Regions from separate parts of the Zea mays genome. Here regions 1 and 2 are each linked to region 3. The links are chromatin contacts, called in public Hi-C maps. All regions are on one chromosome and are shown on one strand. The core of a region is the stretch at or near the end of the contact, and the rest is flanking DNA. Distances in the headings are between cores, read along the strand shown.

The links. A called contact is a pair of places that touch in the nucleus more often than the background predicts.
Region 1: a contact with region 3 is called in a Hi-C map of endosperm, with 4 times the contacts expected there. The contact joins the promoter of LOC100193888 here to the promoter of LOC100193384 in region 3. A contact is called at or near these places in 7 of 25 Hi-C or Micro-C datasets (ear, endosperm, leaf and 2 more).
Region 2: a contact with region 3 is called in a Hi-C map of tassel, with 2.6 times the contacts expected there. The contact joins the promoter of LOC100217288 here to the promoter of LOC100193384 in region 3. A contact is called at or near these places in 2 of 25 Hi-C or Micro-C datasets (endosperm and tassel).

The regions. Positions count from the first base shown.
Region 1 is chr9:148,118,491-148,121,190 of Zm-B73-REFERENCE-NAM-5.0, forward strand. LOC100193888 reads left to right here and starts at 1,408. Exons shown (of 28, transcript NM_001358897.1): 1 at 1,408-1,506; 2 at 1,802-1,990; 3 at 2,139-2,279; 4 at 2,362-2,541; 5 at 2,627-2,700. The coding sequence starts at 2,200.
Region 2 is chr9:148,195,686-148,198,385 of Zm-B73-REFERENCE-NAM-5.0, forward strand. LOC100217288 reads left to right here and starts at 1,325. Exons shown (of 12, transcript NM_001348793.1): 1 at 1,325-1,675. The coding sequence starts at 1,550.
Region 3 is chr9:147,990,274-147,992,973 of Zm-B73-REFERENCE-NAM-5.0, forward strand. It overlaps LOC100193384, which reads right to left and starts at 1,423. Exons shown (of 1, transcript NM_001138513.2): 1 at 1-1,423. The coding sequence starts at 1,096.

The DNA.
Region 1 (2,700 bases), core at 158-2,657, 130 kb after region 3:
TTCTAATTATCCACTTTTAACTAGTGTTGATCACATGTAATGAATAGGAGAGGACACAAACCATTGAGATTATCTATATCCTCTTTATTACATTTTTGAGTATTACAGAGGAAGAGGAACGAGGACGGAGAGTGTCGACTGCAAACCTAGAGAGGCGAAGGAAGCGAGGGTCCTCCCAAGCAAGTAGACGAAACGAAGACCAAATGTCAGCTAGAAGTATCTAGAGACGGGATGTGTTGGTACGATAGAAGCCGTAGGTGGATGAACGAATGCATGCATGTAATTGTGAAGACATGGATAGCCTCGTTGGGCCCATTTCCATCCGGCTTTAACAGTAAGGAAACACCATGTGCACACATTGCTGGTTCTTATGGATACTTATACATTGCTCCAGGTAAACAAATCTTTTTGCCGTTGTTATTAGTCATCATTGTTCTTATTTCTTCGCCAATTAGACTGTATTGGTGTAGAAGAACAACAATCCCAATTAATGTCACAACTCACATCTCAGTAGCTGTTTGCTAGTGCACTAGTGTTGTTGTTAAGCGAAAATCTTTGACATGTGGTTGCTTCTAACAAACTTAACCCTGTTCTTCATCAATTGCTTGTAGCTTAAGCTGGCAACGATGATCACTTTTGTCTCAACAATGTTCTTCATCAGTTGCGTACCCCTCCCCAGTCGTCTCGAGGAAGAAGAAGATAAACATATCTTATCGTTTAGATCCGTTTGGACGCAATAGAGATCGAACGTGGATTGAGCCTTTTTTTTAATTGCTATGACGGAATAATTATTCTATAGCTTCCAAAGTCACCGATGTTAAGTGTGAAAATGTCTCTCGTATCCTTTTGAAAAAATTGCCTTTCGGATCCTTTTGAAACCAAATCATTCTTCTCCGGTTGAGAAAAATCTTTATCTTCATTAGATTGATCACAACGTTCTCCTCTTTTTTCCCTTAAAATACAATGTACAGTTACGTCACCTAGATTTCACTCATACTTTTTCTTTCGTGCATCGCTCTTAAATTCTCCTCATATAATCATTACAATCATAAAATACTATTTTTAAACTTATTCATAATCTATTATTAATTTTTCTTAACTAAGAAACACTATCGTGCATACGCAGCAAGCGGATGGGTCGAGTCCGATACAGTGCCTCTCAATCGCGAGCCTGAAATTCAGCCACGGCCACAGCCACCACTGGATTCGGGCATTCCCCCGCGTGGCCGCGTCAATGTCCATAGCCCCCGCGCGCCCTACCACTCTCTCCAACTTGACTTATCACAGGCAATAACTAGATAAGCAGATTGATAAGTCAGCGCACATATCAGACTGTCTCATATCCTAGCAGTATAAATTATCGCTCAACTCGGTGTCCTAACAGTTTCTACTCCTCAACCTGGTTCGGTGGTGTGATTATCTCCCTCTACCAGGCGGTTCCGTAGTAAACAACTCGGCCCGGCAGTCGTTCCCAGGGCGAGATCGGATCGATCGAGAGCTTCCTAGGTGATAGCCATGATTCCCCGTCTATTTTTAGATGCATGTAGATTTTGTCTGTTTTTATTTCACAGATCTGAAGCCGAGTGAAAATTAGGGCAAAATATTTATGCGGTTATGCGGAGTTCCGTGCTCTTTCCCAGTCCAAGCTTCGGACAATATCGATGTTTTATTTTGAAGTTTCTGCTCAGAAGGCTGCCATGGCTTTGTTTTTTCTCACTCTGCCATGGACGGAAGACATTTATTGGGAAAGCTATTAGTACTAATAACCGTTCTGGGCTTTCGGGCTCACCATGTCAGGCAGACCTGGACCTGCGCTAGACCTCAAAGACTCGATCGCACCGCATCTTCTCTCTCTGCTCCTCGTTCGCTTCGTCGCCGGCGACCCCGCCGCCAGCTTCCCCTTCCGCTGGCCGCCCTTTGCCTCGCCCCTGAGGCGTCGGTTTCCACTGCATAGGAGTGGGGCGGCGATCCGACTGGACCTAGGGTTGCGGTAAGGAACCCTAACTTTGCTTCGATGTTTCCCCCCCTGAGATTTATTTATCGTGGGAGATCTCTTGCTCGCCGTGGGCAATCAAATTCTAATCCATGGGGGAGAAGTCGGGGGAGCTCTACACTGACTCCGTCCTGGTACTGTACAGAGACCCCATAGGGTGACCCTAGGAGCATCCGCCTCCACGTGGGTGAGGCGGAGGAGGGAGGATGTCGTCGCTCAGCCGGGAGCTGGTCTTCCTCATTCTGCAGTTCCTCGATGAGGAGAAATTCAAAGAGACCGTCCACAAGTGTGTGATTTGAACCAAAGATGAAAATGACCTGTCTTTAGTGTCCATTTCTCGCTCAGTTCGCGTTCTTGTTGCTGTTTAGGCTTGAGCAGGAGTCCGGATTCTATTTCAACATGAAGTACTTTGAGGACGAGGTCGTCAATGGGAATTGGGATGAGGTGGAGCGCTACCTTGGTGGATTCACAAAGGTCGACGATAACCGCTACTCCATGAAGATATTCTTTGAGATCCGCAAACAGAAGTATCTCGAGGCTCTTGATAAGTAAGTGGAGGGTGTTGTGCAGCGTTGTTTGTGGTGCTCGAGTGGTGTGCCTTTCTGACCAGGTTTTTTTTTGCTTACCTATCAGGCATGATCGGTCAAAGGCTGTTGAAATCTTGGTCAAGGACCTTAAGGTATTTGCATCCTTTAATGAGGAGTTGT
Region 2 (2,700 bases), core at 75-2,574, 210 kb after region 3:
CTTCCTCGAAGTCAGCCCAAACCCTAGATGTCGCTAGCCTCTTCCTCGGCCAGTTGTCATGGGCAGTGCTACCACCAGTGGCAGTGGGGCTCGAGGAGGCAGTCACAGGCACCGCATCAACATCTACGGGATCAACATTGCTGCCAGTGGCAGTGCCAATCCCAAACAAGGCCAACTCATCCAAACGCTCGTTGTGATCCTCAAGCTCACGCTCCGTCGCCTCGGCGTCCGGATCAAGATCCATGGAGATGGAGGGATACTTGATCGTCTCCTCAACGACGTCACCGGTTCCTCAACGACCTTCAAATCGTAGAAATAAAATACAAAATATCAAAATCAAGAGCACAATGGTAGTAGATCTAGGAAAATAGAACTTCACCTGAGTGGCCGGAGCACCGGAGTCGTCGACGAGGGGCAACCAGAGGGGCAGAGCTGATGTTGTTTGAGGTCAAGGAGGATTGGATGAGTGTAGGCAGAGCAGATCAGAACAAAGAAGCGAGACGGAGAGCCGGAGAGGCACGCACAGTCGCACAGATTCGGGGAGGCACAAACCCTAAGCGAAGAAGCGAGACGGAGAGGGCGAGAGGAAACAAGAGATCTAAGAACAAATCGCAAGAGCACCGAAAAGTCACCGACGACCAACACTCACCAGTTTAGGTTTAGGGTTAGGAGAAGCCGAGAAGTAGTCGAACTTACAGACAGGGGCTATGTCGGCTCACCGGAGCAAGAGGAACACGACGGTCGACGGCCGACGAGCACAAAGCACGGATCCACGGAGCCACCGGAGCGTCCACAAAGGAGATCCAGAGAGGGCGAGTCCGCGAGTGTGACGGAGAAGGCGAGGGCCGACCGAGAGAGGAGACGGAAATGTGGAAGACTGGAATGTGCGGCAGTGGGTAACGGGGAGTCGGAGACGGGGATAGATATTTTGATGTGAGGCCGGGTCTAGAATGGGCCGAATGCTTAAACGGGCCGTGCTCGGGCTCAGCACGACGTGCCCCGACTCAGGCCCAAGCACGGCCTGGGTGTCGTGCCAGGCCGGCCCGAGCCCGTCGTATACCGTGCCGTGTACGGGTCGGGCCTAACCCGCGCCGTGCTTGGGGCTGCCCGTTAGGCCCGACCGGTTTGGACATGTATACCTTTGCCTTGTCGCGCTTGCAGCTTGCTCGTCTCCGGCGCCCGCGCGAGCTCTTCTTCCTTTCCGACGCCAGCGCGGTATCCTCGTCGTCGCCAGTGCGCGAGCGTCTCCTCCTCCTCCTTGCGGCCTCCCGCGCCTCCGCCCCCCCCCCCCCCCCCCCCCCCCCCCCCCCCCCACCCACACACACACATCCGGGAGAAGAGTAGTGGATGCGGAGCGTCTCCTGTAAGCGGTCTCCCAAACGCCACGCTTGTACTCACTTTGTTTCTAATAAAAAATTGCTGTGGTGGAGGCCATAGATTCCAAGTGGTGGTTTAGAGAAGTCCCAAACATACCCTTTGTTTGGGGAGAAGAATCGAGAGGGAGATAGCTAAACTAGGGTTAAGGGAATTAGGGGCCGAGAGGAGCGCAATGAGCATCGTGCCCAAGGAGACGATCGAGGTCATCGCTCAGAGCGTCGGCATCCCCAGCCTCGGTGCCGATGTCGCCGTCGCGCTCGCCCCTGACGTCGAATACCGCCTCCGCGAGATCATGCAGGTCAGGCCTCGCCCCCCTTGCCTAGGTTACTTTTTGATTCCGGCGCTATTTTTCATGAATTGGGAGGGTTGATTTCCGTGCCGTCGCCCTAGGGTTGTCCTTGGAATTGTAGCAGTGGCGGTGAATTTGGTTGGCTAAGCATCTCCAGCGACCTATAAAAATGTCAATTAATTTAAAATTGAGTATATTTTATAGAATTTAGGGCTTCAATAAAACTTTCTGTTCCAATAGTAAAACCTTCAATCTAGATTACAAGGCAACTCATTACGGTGTAGTATACCCGAGGCACTTGAGAGGGTGTCTTATAATTTATTGACTAAATTTTATAAAATGAGACACTGTTAGAGTAGTTTTTCCTGTGTAGAGCCCCACATTTCAATTTGAGACACCAATTTAAGGCATTGTTGGAGATGCTTTGAGCATCTCCAACAACGTGACCTATAAAAATACCCTAAATTTTAAAGTAAGTATATTTTATAGAATTTAGAGTACCAACAAAACATTCCGCTCCAACAGTAAAGCCTCAAATCTAGATTATAGGGCAGTCCACTACGGTGTAGTATATTTGAGGCACTCGAGAGGGTGCACTATAATTTTTTTGACCAAATTTTATAAAATGAGGCACTGCCGGAGTAGTTTTTCCTGCGTAGAGCCTCATATTTCAATTTGAGGCACCAGTTTGAGGCATTGTTGGAGATGCTCAAGCGATAATTTTTTTTGTACATCTGAGCTAAGTGCAGGCTGTGTGCTTCGGCCAAATTAATGACTCTATGCGATCAGCATTATTTAATTTTCCGGGATACTAAGAGTCTGGGCTGGAATTGCCCCCTGTTTTCCGTAGCTTCTCAGCGAGATTGCTTGCATTCTCACCATCTTCCCAACCAAGTACATGCCATTTGTTTGGATTCATCTCCCGACAAGGGCGAAGCTAGCTAAGAACGTTACCGGTCTCATCGCCATTAGAGTATAGGATCATGTAACTATAAAGCAGTATATTATAATGTTTCTCTATTGGTTTTACAAAA
Region 3 (2,700 bases), core at 173-2,672:
GGAGACCACAGCCAAGAAGCACAAGGTGGCCATGGTTGTTCACCCCAAGGAGTGTGGCTAATGGGCGGCTGGCACGTGAATGCTGTAAATACATAACATCAAATGTAATGACGTCACCAAAGTAGCGGTATTGCGCCTGGGCCCTAGAATCAGTCCAGAAGAAATTCTTCACATGACTTTCCGGATCAAGATCCCAGCTGTGGATGAAGTTTGGTTTTCTGTGTTGCATCTTGTCAATGAACTTCTTAAGTGAGTTGAGGTCATCCTCCCCGAAACGCTGCATAAAACTCTCGAGCCTACTCAACCTCTGGCTACCAACAGCAGACCCAACGTTAGCACCCCTCTTGGGTCGTGTCGGAAACTTCCTTGTCTCAGCAATCTCGCTCAGCGATTTCTCCACCATCTCATCCATCTCATCCGTAATCTTGGCCTTCTTCTTTGTTGGCTCAGGCATCTCTCTGTACGCCTTTAAGAACCTCACCATATCTGGAGTACAAGGATGATTATGCTCCAAGTCGACAGACTCTACCTTCCACCTTCCATCCACACGCTTATCCCGAATGATCAGCATTGCCCTACATCCCGTCTTCTCGGTGGTGCCACGGTGAGACTTCTTCTCCTTGGCAGTCAACTCCCGCTTGCTGCGGAGTGGGTAGCGGGTACCTGAGACAACAGAGGAGCCAGCGCTAGTCCCAGATTTGCCGCCGTAAGTGCAGGTGAAGGTGGAGCGGTAGCGGAGTCCTTCGTAGTTGTGGCAAGTGCGGCGCACGGCATGGAACCCCGTGCGGTAGGCGTAGGCCTTGTATAGCGCGAAGGCCTCGTCCACGGAGTCGAACACCATGCCAACCCGCGGCACGAGGGCCTCCTCCAGCGTGTTGGGGACGAAGACGGTGTCCCCGCCGCCACCGTCCTCGTCGTCGTCGGAGGGGATGGCCACCTCATCGTCCTCCACGACCACCTCGTCCTCATCCTCCTCCGCAGGGTATCCGTTGAGGTCGTCAGCAAGCTCCCCCTTGACCTGCCGCGCCTCCTCCTCGTCGGACTCGAGGCTAGGGTTTTGAGCCCCGGTGGCCCGCCTCTTCGAACCCGCCCTCATGCTCTGCCCCTAGACTATTTACACACACCCTCTTGCGCGCGCGTGCGCCACACCACCAGCATTAAACACTAGAGGTACACTGGTACAGTGGGGCGGATACCCCGCGGCACGGAATGAAGAGGGTTCAGCGCAGGCGACGGTACGCGGGAGCGGGGGAGGTGGCGTGGGGCACTGGAGGAGCAGCGTCGATCTGGGCCAGGGCGGTTGGCGTGGGGAGTGGGGACGTCGCCGGGGAAGAGAAGGGAAATTGGGGGAGGCTCGGGCTGGGTTGCTTTTGCTTTGGTGGGCGGAGCGGAGCGGATGTGTGTGGGGAGGAAGACGGGGAGTTCGTTCCTGGGTGAGCTTAAGGATTTCGCCTGTGCCGCTGTGCGGATGTGGCGGATGAACGATGCCGTGGATCAGCGGGTTGGTGAGTATGACACCCGGGCCCCCTGGCCTTTTGCAGCCGAACACGAACACGTGATGCTGTCTTCACGCAATGACGGAGAATTTTGTTACAGTCGGCATGATTTCTCTCTACTCAGGTCCTATTTGGTTTCAATAGATTTTGGACATATTATAATACAGAGGTGACACTTTATCCAAAGCAAAATCCGGAATCTATTTCATTCTTGATAATTGGAGATATTGGAGAGTTGGCACATTATCCAATACTAAAATCCAAAGATCCAAACGTTGTGGATATTGATTCTTAGAATTTGAGTGAAATCAAACTTATAGCACTTTTTAATCTAATTGGGTCGTTAACTTGGGTAGCGAGAAAAAACACGGGCCCAACATGACATGAAGTGACATCAACGCAACGCTCTGAAAAGTTTCACATCGCTAGGTATAGAAGAATGAGCGATCGAGCTAACTATAAAAAGAGGCAAGTCTTTTTTTCAACTCATACATTTGTTGATCTTTTTGCCAAGAAAAATGTAGTATCTACGATTTAATATCTGACATGTGAATCATATATCTACTTTAATTTTTAAAAATTTTTATACTAGTTTATTTTTGTGTACGCTTCATAAGTTCTGTTGCGATTTAGAAGCTCCTACCTCCACGACATTTTGCATTGTGTGGTCCTAGACGGAGGGCATGGTGATGAGTCAATAGAGATGCAATCACCCGTGAGGGCAGTTATCGATGTTTCGAACATCACTCTGATAAGTAAATTTATTATACACGTTTCGGTCTCCGGACAGTGTGCGTGATGAGCAAAGGATTTTATACTGGTTCGGGCAGAACATCCCTATTTCCAGTCATCGACAGCTTGCGCTACCGGCACCATTGATGATCAAAACTCGTAGTAAGGGTTACAAGCGGACGACAGAGGGAGGAGAGGCTCCTAAGTCTCTTATTGCAGTGGAGGTGGAGCTAAGGATTACAAAGTGGAGTCCTAACTAAGTCTTAGGTTGGCGGCGGGGTTCCGGTCTCTCGGTCCTCGTCGGTGCGTCCTCCTCCTGGTCGTCGTTCCGTCGTCTTCTCGTACGGGGTCCGTCTATTGCTTGTGTGTACATCCCTTGTGTCCGTCCATTCATTTGGGAGACAACCTCTTTCTTTTATTGGCCAAGTAAAGGGTCAACCAGCGGTGGCTTCCTCAGGTGGAACCACCGTGC